Regions from separate parts of the Sus scrofa genome. Here all the other regions are linked to region 3. Evidence: chromatin contacts called from public targeted proximity ligation data. All regions are on one chromosome and are shown on one strand. The core of a region is the stretch at or near the end of the contact, and the rest is flanking DNA. Distances in the headings are between cores, read along the strand shown. Region 1 has its middle 28 kb from the start of BCAT1. Region 2 overlaps BCAT1 (branched-chain-amino-acid aminotransferase, cytosolic). Region 3 overlaps LMNTD1 (lamin tail domain-containing protein 1).

Evidence for each region.
Region 1: a contact with region 3 is called in a targeted proximity ligation map of alveolar macrophages. A contact is called at or near these places in 1 of 5 promoter capture datasets (liver), 12 of 47 Hi-C or Micro-C datasets (alveolar macrophages, brain, embryonic fibroblasts and 9 more) and 2 of 2 datasets of targeted methods (alveolar macrophages and skeletal muscle).
Region 2: a contact with region 3 is called in a targeted proximity ligation map of alveolar macrophages. A contact is called at or near these places in 1 of 47 Hi-C or Micro-C datasets (fibroblasts) and 1 of 2 datasets of targeted methods (alveolar macrophages).

What each region holds. Positions count from the first base shown.
Region 1 is chr5:48,783,701-48,788,018 of Sscrofa11.1, reverse strand. No RefSeq gene overlaps it. Among named protein-coding and RNA genes, the nearest start is that of BCAT1, 28 kb to the left of the region's middle.
Region 2 is chr5:48,903,261-48,907,784 of Sscrofa11.1, reverse strand. BCAT1 (branched-chain-amino-acid aminotransferase, cytosolic) reads right to left here. Exons shown (of 11, transcript XM_021092209.1): 8 at 2,391-2,476. Among named protein-coding and RNA genes, the nearest start is that of BCAT1, 91 kb to the right of the region's middle.
Region 3 is chr5:48,396,769-48,401,148 of Sscrofa11.1, reverse strand. LMNTD1 (lamin tail domain-containing protein 1) reads right to left here. Exons shown (of 18, transcript XR_002344073.1): 18 at 1,248-2,482. Among named protein-coding and RNA genes, the nearest start is that of KRAS, 110 kb to the left of the region's middle.

The DNA of each region.
Region 1 (4,318 bases), core at 264-2,763, 390 kb before region 3:
CATATGCTGCAGGCATAGCCCTCAAAAGACAAAAATAAATAAATAAGTAAATAAAAAACTTTGATATTCTTGGTGTGTGTGTGTAAATTCTTCATTTTCTCTCTTTCTCTTGAATCAGTGACTGGGCGGGGGGAGCCATTCGCCAAGTTGTGAGGCAGCCGTGCTGGGAAGCCCTTGTGGTGAGGGTTCAAGGTCTGCCAATGATCACGGGAGTGACCTTGGAAGTATAACCACCAAGCCAAACAGTCCCAGATTCCTAACCCATACAAACTGTGAGGTAATTACCTGTTTATCGATCTGGGCCTCTACATCTCAGGGTCATTTGCTTCCCAGCAATAGATAATAAAGATGGAGAAGCTGAGAGAAACTCCTGGGGGTCTGATGTATTTGGGGTGATTATAGAGCTAGCACGTGGAGCACCTGCACTGTGCTAGGCTGTGTTCTGTGTATTTTCCATATAGAAATTCACTCCATCCTCACTTTGCTGCTGTGGTTACCACCATGGTACAGACAAAGAAACTGCCATGGAGAGGTTAAGCCACCTGTTCAAGAGGCAGAGTTCAGAGGAAAACTCGCAATCCAGATCTTGAGTCGAGGCTCTTAATTGTGATGCTGTACAGCTCCTCTTGTGGTTAATTATAGTGGAAAGAGAGAAGCGAGTTTGGTTGGAAGGCCATTATAGGCAGGAGTGGAGGGGTACATGAACAGAAACAGAAAGTTGGAAAGGCTCACCGAAGGCTGAATTTGACTTTATTAAGCCTACATCACAGGCATGAAATTACCCACCCCTTTCTCCCACTAAGAGTAACTAGCAGACGAGGAGGAAATCTGCGTCTTTTTTTTCTTTTCTTTTTCTTTTTAGGGGTGAACCAGCAGCATATGAAAGTTCCCAGGTTAGGGGTTGAATCAGACCTACAGCTGCCAGACTACACCACAGCCACAGCAATGCCAGATCTGAGCCATATCTGCGAATGACACCACAGCTCAAGACAATGCCGGACCCTTAACGTGCTGAGTGAGGCCATGGATTGAACCTGCATCCTCATGGATACTCGTTGGATTCATTTCCGCTGCACCACAATGGGAACTCCTGGAAATCTGCCTGTTTTGGGAATGGCAGCATTTTTCAAGTAATGCAGAAAGCCCAAGTAATAAGATAGATGTGACCATCAGTGCTGTTTTGTGATAATGTCTGTTTGCTCAAATAAGTTAACTGACCATCCCAACTGACTCACTCAGAGGAAATAAATTCATCCACAGATTGATCCATGTATCCTTTGCCCAAGATAAAATACATTGTGGTGATTTTTCACAAAAAATGAAAGTCCTAGGCTGTTGTTTTTTGGCCCCTCATTGGGCAAGTAGTTCTAAACAGTCTTAAGAAATCCTGTACATTCCCCCCAAACTGTTTTCACTTTCTCTCTTGGATGGCTTCAACTTAACTTTATTCACACTCTTTTCTTTTTCTGGTCACACCCACAGCATGCCGAAGTTCCCAGGCCAGATTGAGCCCTCGCCACAGCAGTGACCCTCGCCACATCAGTGACAAAGCCAGATTCTTAACCCACTGAGCCATCAGGGAACTCCCGTTTTGCTTCCTTTTTCCTCCTTTCCTCAGTGACTTTCATGCACCCGAAACTGGCACTTAAAACGGTGCAAAGTGTGTTTCAGCAGAGCCTTCGTTATACTTCATGCTGCTGGTCCTGTCCCTGAAGAGGACACCAAGAAATCCCCAGCATCTGTACAAAGAGGACTGTCTGATCTGATTGGTAAAAAAAAAAAAAAAAAAAAAAAAAAAAAAAAAAAAAAATAATCCCCAGCATGCTTTGCTTGTTGCTGATAAAAATGCTTTGTTGTAGTTCCAGTTGTGGTGCAGTGGAAACGAATCGACTAGTAACCATGAGGTTGCAGGTTGGATCCCTGGCCTTGCTCAGTGCGTTATAAAGATCTGACATTGCTGTGGCTGTGGTGTAGGCCGGCAGCTGTAGCTCTGATTCAACCGCTAGCCTGGAAACCTCCATATGCCTTGGGTGTGGCCCTAAAAAGCAAAAAAAAAAAAAAAACCAAACAAAAAAAACCCCACAAAATGCTTTGTTGAATATGTAACAGCAATATGACATAAAAATCAAGGATGCCACTAAAATGTTTTATCAAAATCAAACATTTAATTGCCTCTGTTGGAACAACAAAAGAGAAAATTAATGAGCTCTCCATCCATTTTTTAAAAATAGTAAAAGGAGGGCAAAATAAATATAGACAGTGGTAAGAAAACAAAGTGAAATGAGAAAGTAATGTAACACGCAATACAGAGTATTAACAATACTTAAAATTGTTTTTATAAAAAGTGGTAATTTTAAAAAATTATCTTGTAAATAGACATAAAAGAGGGAAAGAAGGCAAATGCATAAATGTCACAAGTCATATAATGGTAATAATAAACATTATAGACTATTTATGCCCATAAACTTGAAATCTAAACAATAACAACAAAATGCTGGGAAATGAAGCCTGGTTGAGAATTTTAAAGAAGGCGTGAGAATTGACAACTCCCTTTTATGTCCTACTGCGGTGCTGACATTTATCAGGATCATTCAGTCCTGTCACACTTTCACACCTGGTTGCTGATTTTCAAGAATAGAAATTCTTGTCTGAGAAAATTCCTTTTTCCCATCAACACCAGGCTGAGTCTGTTGCTTTGGGTATGTGGGGAATGCCTAGGTTTTACGTAGAGTGATTTATTATTCAATTCTGTGTGCTAGTTACTTTGTGAGTACTTTTATGGGGGAAAAGTCATGGTGAGAAGGTGATTGCATTTTGCATGACATAAAAACAAAAAAATGGATGGAATATTTATGTAACACAACCCTAATTCTTACCTTCCAGGCAGAAAAAAATAAAAACATGTTTATCTTGCAAACTAAATGAGCTCTAGTTCAAGTATTTAGGATTGCACATTTGGAAGGAATGAAATTCCTCTTTCGTTTAAAATATACTGGTATGTGTTCAATTTGGTGTTCTAGTATATAATATGGAAACAAGAACCACTCGAGGGTTTGTTTTTGAAAGTACACCCAAGGCTGATGTATAAAATATAAATAGCTCAGTTGCTAGAGGCACATGAGACTTTCTCTTGGAGAAAGAACCTAAGCTTTGGGTTTACACAGTTGCTGGAACATTCTACCACAGCCACTCACTGCCACGGCCTTACCCTTGACCTTGTCATTACCAGCAGCCAGAGCCCTGTCATATTCCCAATTCTGGATTCCATGCTGCCATCTTCTTCCCAACTTCACTGTTCTTTTACCCCACCAGGATCTTCCACCGATTCAATTTCTGTGACATTGTCCTCCATCCTCACACTTACAGCTTATGCTTTCTCCCTGCCCAGCTTAAATCCCATGTCCATCAGCAGTTACTGCTTTGCAGTAACTCCTCATGTCTCTTAACTCCTCATGTCTCACATCAAACTTGCTTGGGTAAATCACAACCCTAGTTAACTCCAATTCTCCACCCACCCCGTGCCTGCATCTATGCAAGTAAAAATCATGAATCTGTGCTGGCTGGTCTCACATGAAATTTGGGACCATGAACCTTCGAGCTGACTCTCAGGATGCCCAGCAATGGTACCGTTTGTCCCTAATCCCGTGTCTCTCACACTTTCTCTTTAGTTCTGCTAGACTTTCCTCTTCTCTTCTCAAACTTCCAACACCATTTCCCTTTACTGAGGTAATTGAAACAATAAGAAGCAAACGTTCACTACCTTTCCCCTGAACCTACCCACTTATATCTGTGTCCAAACTTGGTCCCTTCCCTGTTCTATGGGTGGGCTGTCTCTGGGGCCATTTAAGCCCTAGCTCTTACCCTGGGTACCAGGCCTCCTCCTGGGACATGTGGTCACCCACATTTCTACCATTCCTGTTGCTCTCTCCTGCAACCTCAGTTTTTCCCTCTGGATGGAATCATTCCCCCAAATATGCAAGCAGGCTGTTATTTCTCCCAATTAAAAGAAACTCCAAAACCAAAGCACTAAACTCCCTTGACTCCATTTCCTTCTCTGCTATTGTCTATTTTTTTTCCTTTCACAGCAAACTCTTTTTTAAAACAGCTTCACTGAGGTATAATTAATACACAAAATTCCAGCATGTATTTATTCGATGTGTGCATTTTTATGAGTTTGGACATAGGCATATACCTGTGACACCATCACAATAATCACAATAATCAAAGCAACAATTATATCTTTTACCTCCAAAAGTTTCCTTATGTCTCTTGCTTGCTCTTTTTTTTTTTTGCTTAAAAATTTTTTTATTACTCAATG
Region 2 (4,524 bases), core at 1,100-3,599, 510 kb before region 3:
ATGAGGAAATGAAGGTTCAAGGAAATTGAGTAACATTCCTAAAGCCACACAGCTAGAAAATGGTACAAACTGGATTTGAACTCAGGTCTGATCTGATTGGCTCCAAATTTGTCCTCTTTCTACTGTATTTTTTATGGAGGAAAAACAGAGACTGAATTTAAATAGCTGAAATATTTCATTATTTTCAAACATAAATATTATATTTGGATTTTGATAAATCACATTGTGCATTTTTTCTTCCTGAATTCACAGATTCAGCTGACCTTGTAGCGGCAATCCTCTTCCCTCTTTCTGAGGCCACATTGAGTTTCATCACAGAATTCTTGGTATAACCTCTCATCAGCTTCTGCTGAACTACTTGAACACTTTATTTGCTCATGGATAGGAAATAGAAAAAAAATTCTGATGCTTTTAAGCTATGTTTAAACTATCTGTTTAATACTTTTTCTTTAATCTGTTTAATTTCCCTTCTCCTGTGCTAGTGGTTAAAGTTCAAAGCTTGTCAAGAGGCTATTTAAATTAAGGGCAGCAAAGAATGGATACATTATCTTTAATAAGATGAGAGTGTTTTTTCAAATCTGAAAATCCACAGCAGATAAAAATGGAAATCACAGCCCTTGGCAAGACTGAAAATATTAGGAGAATGCATCAAGCTGTAAGTATGTTTGGAAGGAGAGGAAAATATGCCTGCAATAGAGGAATATAGCTTTTTGCAAGTCCCAATTGTTCTCAGATTGCAATTGCAAATATGTTGTAAAAAGGTAAATAAATAAATAAATAAACTCCAGAAAGATCAGCCAAGTTAACTGAAAACAAGCTCAGTTCTCTCTTCTAGAAAAGAGGGGGAAAAAAAATCTCTTGTAAATAAACAGAACTGTTTTTATGCTGCTCACCCTTACTGATCTTTGGACAGTTTCCCCTGTCTGGCAAATAATGGTAACCCCCCACATGCCTCTTGGCATTTATGTCTCACTGTTTTAAAAATAAATTATAGCTAAGGAGTCAAGGAAAAAAACTTCCTCCATAATCACCTATTTTTCATGCTAGCAAATCATTAGTGAGGGAAAGCATTTCCACTTGCAACTTGTCATCAAGCCTTCTGTACTTGGTGGTTTTTTCTCTTTAATAAAACAAAAATTACTGAGCTTGGAAAATACATCTCTCCAACCGCAAACATATTTAGGACAGGGCAAGCTGTTTGAAATTATACCAACAGTTTGTAAATGTCATGCCCAATGTGCCAGCCAGCATGTGGCAGTTGGGTCTTGTCTACTTCAGGGTTTTGTAGAATTATTTATAGCACAGTTTCTCTATTTCTAAAGCCTTTTCCAGAGAAACCGTACTCTCCTAGATGTGTATGTTTCTAAACATTTGTTCTGTTAGTACTGTTTGACCACAGGATGCTCAGAGCCTTATCTTGTTCCTTGGAGACCATGTCAGCACATGGGTCAAATGTTCCATCTAAGAACTTGTGCCAGATAACCAACTCATTCAATATTCATCTTGAATATGTCAAGTCATTTCCAATCCCCAATGGTTTAACACACGTGCCTGTGTCACGTGAATCAGAAAAGCTACTGCTTAGATTTTAAATTAAGCATGTGTGCGAATTTGGGATGATGGGGCAGAAAGGAGGAGGAAAGAAGGCAGCAAAATTAATAATGTTGTGTTAGTAAACATTTACACATCAGGAAAATTCTTTCATTTCTATGACAAGCATGTTCTGTAAATCAAGGATGGGAAGGACTGTGGATTATGGTCATTTAGAAACAACACACCCAGACTTGAGAAGTTAAAGGCTCCGGAGTTCCCATTGTGGCTTAGAACCCGATTAGTAACTAACTAGTAATGAACCCAACAAGTATCCATGAGGATGCAAGTTTGATCCCTGGCCCTGTTCATTGGGTTGGGGATCCAGTGTTGCTGAGAGCAGTGGGGTAGGTCGAAGACACAGCTCACATCTGGCATTGCTGTGACTGTGGTGCAGGCTGGCAGTTGCAGCTCTGATTCAACCCCTAGCCTGGGAACCTCCATATGCCACAAGTGTGGCCCTAAGAAAAAAAAAAAGTTAAAGGCTGGCAAAAAAGAAGCATGCAGAGTATAAACCAGGAGAGTTGGCAGGTGACACCTAGTAGAAAGTCTGAGACTAGTACTACAACACCTCTCCACCAGTACAACTTGCTAAACTGGTTTCTGCCTCCCCTTCCTATCAACAATAGTTATTTGATAGTCTTGCCAAGACAGTCCTTCTAGAAGAGTTCTTTCCACTCAAGATTTAAAGATAACACTGGTTGGAACTACAGGATATTATTTCAACAGAATAAGCAGAGCTTATTTTGATTACTTTTGGTTTCATGCTTATAGAAGTTGTTCATGTCAAAGGCACCCACCCAGTTGTGTGCCAGGTCCAGAATGCTCTGCCTCGTCACTCCTGGAAGAATGATGCCATCTAGCGGGGGAGTTGCCAGCTCTTCCTCTGTCAATTAGAAATTGGAATAGTTTCAAACTTTATTAGCCGAGCCTTTTATCAATAGCCATTTTAAAAAACCATTTCTCAAAACTTTATAGATAATAAGCATGAAAAGATGGCACTGTCCTGCATCGTCAAATTTCCCAAATCAACTCACACCTCAGGTAGATCCTTATGTCTAAAAAAAAAGAAGGAGCTCCCTGGTGGCCCAGCAGTTCAAGGATCTGGTGTGTGTTTTTAAGTGCTATGGCTCAGGCTGTTTCTGCGGCGTGGGTTCCATCCCTGGCCTGGGAACTTCGACACGCTATGGACACAGCCAAAAACATTAAAAAGTAAAAAATACAGGAGTTCCCGTCATGGCTCAGTGGTTAACAAATCCAACTAGGAACCATGAGGTTGTGGGTTCAATCCCTGGCCTCACTCAGTGGGTTAGGGATCTGGCATTGCCGTGAGCTGTGGTGTAGGTTTCAGACACGGCTCAGATTCCCGCGTTGCTGTGGCTCTGGCGTAGGCCAGTGGTTATAGCTCCAATTAGACCCCTAGCCTGGGAACCTCCATATGCTGAGGGAGCGGCCCAAGAAATGGCAAAAAGACCCCCAAAGAAAAAAGAAAGAAAGAAAGAAAGAACGAAATAAAAAATACATTTAAAAAATTTTAAAAAGAGAGAGTTCCCATTGTGGCTCAAGGGTTAATGAATCTGACTAGCATCCATGAGGATGCAGGTTCGATCCCTGGCCTCGCTCATAGGGTTAAGGATCTGGAGTTGCCGTGAGCTGTGGTGTAGGTCACAGATGTGGCTTAGATCCTGTGTTTCTGTGGCTGTGGTGCAGGTCGGCAGCTATAGCTCCAATTCCACCCCTAGCCTGGGAACCTCCACGTGCCGTAGGTGCGTCCCTAAAAAAGCAAAAAATAAAAAAAATTAAAAATAAATAAATAAATAAAATTTAAAAAAAGGAAATCAGTGGTCTACCATCTTCAATTTATCCTTAACCAGTAAAAAATGAGATACCTTCCCACTAACAAATGCTAAGTTATAAAATACTCTTAAGGGGAACATCCAAAGTCAAAATTTACCTTAGTGGATGAAAGCTGGTTAGTAATTAGCATAATGTAGATAGACCCTTGCTCAGAAACACTGGGTATTACCAAACCTTCTAAGAATACTGTGGAGAAATTCAGCCCTAAGAGGTGTGTGTGCCCACTCAGGCCAGTCACTGTTCCCATATCCCACAATGGCCTTTGATAAGTCTACCCAGAGTGATTTTTAAACCCGTGGAGGCACCTCAAATATAGAGATGCTGGCTTCACCCTCTGACATTCAGATGTAATGGGCTCAGGGTGGGCTCAAGCATGTATATGGCTAACAAAGAAAAAAAGAGGAAGAGGAAGAAGAAGAGGGGGGAGGAGGGGGAGGGAGAGGAGGGGGAGGGGGAGGGGGAGGAGGAGAAGAAGGAGAAGAAGGAGAAGGAGAAGAAGAAGAAGAAGAAAATAAATCCCCAAAACAAAACAATACTCCATGGGTGTGATGCACAGCCAGCCAAGGCTGAGACACTAGTCTACTATGAGGGTGACCACAGGCATTCCTAACCATGGCCAGGGTTGGCCCGATGACTGTCTACAAGAGTCAAGGTGGCTCACCAACCACAAAGCCTCCTTGTACAAGGGTGCTCTGGTACTCCACACCCCTGTCAACCTCATATCTGGCACCCAGGAATTTGAATCTAGTGAGAAATTCAAACCTTAAACCATCACTTTATACTGATGTTGAACCTTGTAACAGATGTTGTGTGTGGTTCATCATGTGTCTGCAGAGGAATTCATAAGGTATCCTGGAAAGGATCACTGGGGAGAAAAAAAACCCCAGAAATCACACTATCTTTGAGCACCAAAGCTTTTTGTACAGCCAGAAAGGACTTTAGCAATCACCTAAGGCAATCCCTATGTTACAGAAGAAACTGAGGCCCTAAAAACATAAGTGGCTTGCTAAGGTTGATGACACTGGGGGACAGTCAGGACCAGAGCTTGGGCCACTGCCCTTTCCCTTTGTACACTGT
Region 3 (4,380 bases), core at 874-3,373:
GCCTTCAACCTCTATCGGATTCCTGGCTTTCAAATCACTTGTTTCTAAGATATGAAACTGTAATTGTATAAACAAACATAACCTTCTCCCTCTTAACTTTTCCTCCTCTGAAATTCTCTTCCTAGACATTAATCACAGACAATCATCTAAAACCACAGGTTCTCTTCCCTGGCTGTCTCTCCTGTCTAGATGACGATGATGCTGGATAAGGCAACCAAAGGGAAAAGCAAAGACAGGACTCACTGACCTTGAATTAGGCTATCAGCTATTTCTGAACCCAGCCCCACTCCTAACTTACATGATAACTCAGCTGGTTCTTTAGCTTCCCTATATGTTTAATGGGTTAAACAGGATCTGACATTATCCAATGGCTTGCGCTAGGAATCAAGTGCTTTATAAAGTTAATCATTAAACAACTTCATAAGATACTGCTGCAAATACAGAGCAATGAGAAAACTGGCTTAGATAATTTGGGTGTTCTGGAGCAGTCTCTTACTCCAGGGGATTAAACAGGCCACCCAACACCATGTTTAAGCAGGACTAGGTTTACTGAGTTTGACAAACAGCAGGGACCAATGAAGGCCTTCTTGGTGAGGTGAGGTGAACCTGGAAGGTCCCCTGATCAAAGTCAGCTCCCCACCCTGCACAGAAAGTGCGGGCTTTGCCCTCAGATTGCCTGGTTCCCATCCACAGGGAAACAACTGATTCTTCTTATCTGTTTCCTTATCTGCAAAATGGGAATAACAGTACTCACCTCATGCAGTTATGGTGATAATTAAACGAGATAGTCTGCCAAAACGCTCAGCACCCAGCACAGAACAATAATCATTAGCTACTGTGGCCACCTTTTTTGTGCTAAGCTTGGCTCCCAGGTGGAGTGGGCCAGGAGCCTAGAACAGGTTACTTAAGTTACCTTGTAATGACCCTGAGCCAGGGAGTGAGGGAGCAGGTGAGGCTAGAGTCAAACTCTTCAAAGTTTTCCAAGAGACAGAATGTACTAATTCACGATATCCTCCTGCTTCACGGCGGTCCATCCTCAAGCAGTTTCTAAGAAGCAGTGGCAAAGCCTCAGGAGCAGGGTCCCTGGCAGAAAACAAGTTTCCTGTGACCACGCCCCTCAAGGTTGAGATCCTTGACCAGGTGGGGATAACTCGTCCTGTTCTACACTAGGCTGGGATTCCTCCCCTTTGCCACCTGCTTTCCCGAGGTGGACATGAGCTCCTGCTCAACTAAGGGCAGTAGTCAACACCCCGCCCTCTCCCCCTCCCCGGGAATTTAAGACATCCAGCTAGGCGCGGGGCTATCTTTAAAAGGAATTAGTCGTGGTTGCTGAAGAGCCCTCCGGGGAGGACAACGTGCAGAGGCTGAGGGCTAGGGCTATAGGCGCCCGGGCCTGGGGTCCCCGGGTGCCGCCAGGGGTGGGCCCTCGGCGTGAAAGCCCGCGACGCCTGGCTCGGGCAGCACCCTGGGCCCGGACCCCGGAACCTCTCCAAGGAAAAAGAGCCAGGCCTGCAGATGCAACCGTTGCAATTTGGGTCTCCTCTCTTCTGACGTAATGCCAGTTTCCTGCTTTCGCATTGCAGTGTGCAGCTCGCTGGCCAGGAAGTCTGAAGATCAGTCGACTCAACGCCAAGATAATCAGGGCCACTATCTCGTAATTTATTTTCTACGAATACACCCCGCCCCCAAATTCCGCGACTTTTGGCTTTTCAGGCGGTATTGTTCTCCCCTCCCCCCAGGAAGGGTGCCTCTACACAGCTCAGCACCAGGAAACGGCGGCGGTTTGTGGCTCAAATGAGGGGCCCGGGCGGGGTCGGTTCAACCTGCTGCCCCCATCCCCCACCTTGAGCTTTGAGATTCCAAATCCCCGGCTTTGTTTGAAGCGAAACTACTGTGGAAACTGCACCATTTCCTCCTCCTCTCCAGAAACCGAGCTAGGAAGTGGGTAAAAACTACTATAGAACGTGCTCTGACACTCCTCCACGCCCAACACCCCCACAGGGACGGTACCAGCAGCGACCGCCCCGCCACCTCACTCGCGCCCGGCCAACTACAGCCCTGCAGCCGCCGCCGCCGCCGCCCAGCCGAGCCCGGGGAGACTCCCAAGGGCTCTTTAAATACGATCTATAAATACTACGGGCTCTCGGCGCGCGCGTCACGGCAGAGCCGGCTTCTAATTGGCTGTCGTAACCCCGCTTATTTGCATAGCCGGATTGCACAACCGGGCGGCGACCTCGGCCGAGCGCGCCCCTCCCCCTCAGCGGGCGCGCGGGGCGCGCGGACCCGCGGGTGGGGACATCAGGGTGGCGGCTGCGCGGCCCGGCGACGAGCGCGAAGCAGCCGCGGCGTCCAGAGTAGCTTGAACTCGGGAACCTTTCGAGTCTTGAGTCATGCGGCGGTCTTCTGGGACGCCGGCGGCCTCCCATAAGGATCTCTTGACAGGCACTGGGCCGGCGCATTTAGACAGGGGTGTTTTTGCTTTCTACAAAAAGAAAAAGAAAGTTTTAAGGGTTTCACCAGAGCAAACGCTCTGGGTGGCTCGCACAGGCACCACGTGAGACCTGGACACGCAGCTAGAGCCCTGTCCAATGACTTGCGACTTGGGGTGTTCAAAAAAGGCTTTTGCATGTTCACTCGTAAGACCTCGTTAGCTTGAAAACGAAACAAGGGAGTGTTCAGAAAATGCAAAATGTATGATTCCTCCTGGTTTAAAGTTAAGCTTTTAAAAAAGCACCAATTAGCCAATATAAAGCGGCGATGCGGAAACATGCCACATTGTGGTTCTAAGGGAAAAGAATCTCTGGTAGTGATTGAAAATCTTCAGCAACTTGGCCCTGAACAGAGCTGGTTCGCTCTGGGGAGCGGGTGGTGGCTGAGAGGATCAGAGGGGTGGGGGAAAGACCACGCTTTGGAATTCGGGAACAACCCGAGGTGCGGGTTATTGGCTCACAGGTTTCTCTCCAGAGGATGCCATTGATCACTGGAGATAAATATGCAGACATTATTTTATATTAGTATTCAGATATTACCAAACATTTATCTCTTCATAGAGACATAGTATCTACTGCTCGTTGTAAACATTTTTTAGGTAAAATCTGTGACATAGTGAATTGCATACTTTCGAATGCGATAAATATGATTATTTTCATTTTGTTTTAAGATGTCCTGCTCTTATTGGGCACACAGCGCATGCTAAGTTTTCAAGCCGTCCCGTAACAGTATCGGAGGATGACCCTAGAAGTATATGTTTGTGTCTTTCCTCAGGAAATACTACTGGAATGAATCAAATACAATCATTTTGAAGTGAATAAGCATTGCTAAAAATCTAAGGTCTCATTAAATTATGGTTCGTAACTATTCTGGTCTGATGTCCTTCTCCCCTAAATAAAACTCAAAACTCATTCGGACTCCTTTGCTTTTTGACAATACTTTCAACAACGGTATTTGGACGCTAGCGAATATGAGCCTCTAACAGCTTTTAAATGAGAACTTTGGATTTTAACAGGAGAGCGCCCTCTGCTGCCAAATAGTTTATGGGCAACGCTTCTGAAAAGTAAAACCCTTGGTTGGTATGCCCATCTCAAAGACGGCAAGATGAACCTTAGGATTTTTTTCACTAACATTTTTTTTGTAAGTCACTTTGTAATTCTAGGCATCTTAATCATTACTGCTAAGCAAGGAAGATCATTTAGTTGTGAATACTACGTTATGTATCACTCTCATTTCCATTGTAACACCAGTTTATGCTTTAGAATACTAAAACAGAAGATAGGCTTTTTTACAGTCATTATTTTCTGCACTAACAGCTACTAAAGTAAGAAAAACATGCTTTAATCATCGAAATACTTTTCCCAATAATTTTTTAGTGTTGAGTCCTATGAATCTTTACAATGGACTGGTTTGAATACAGACTACTTGCCTTTTTTTTCCCCCCCAGGGCCGCACCTGTGGCATATGGAGGTTCCCAGGCTAGGGGCCATACTGGAGCTGTAGCTGCTGGCCTACACCACAGCCACAGCATCTTGGGATCTGAGCCTTGTCTTCGACCTACACCACAGCTCATGGCAACGCTGGATCCTTAACCCACTGATCGAGGCCAGGGATCGAACTGTGTCCTCATGGATGCTAGTCAGATTTGTTTCTGCTGAGCCATAATAGGAACTCCAAATACAGACTACTTGCAATCAAGCTTTTTGCTTCTCAGCTTATTTCTCTCTTTCCTTTTTGAGCCCATGACACAACAGCGACAACACCAGATCCTTAACCCATTGCACCACCAGGGAACTCCTCCCTCTGTCTTAATTAGTGTTTCTGATGTCCCAGGTCAAATATAAATGCACTTATAAATGCTACTTATTGGTTATCATCTCTTTAATATAA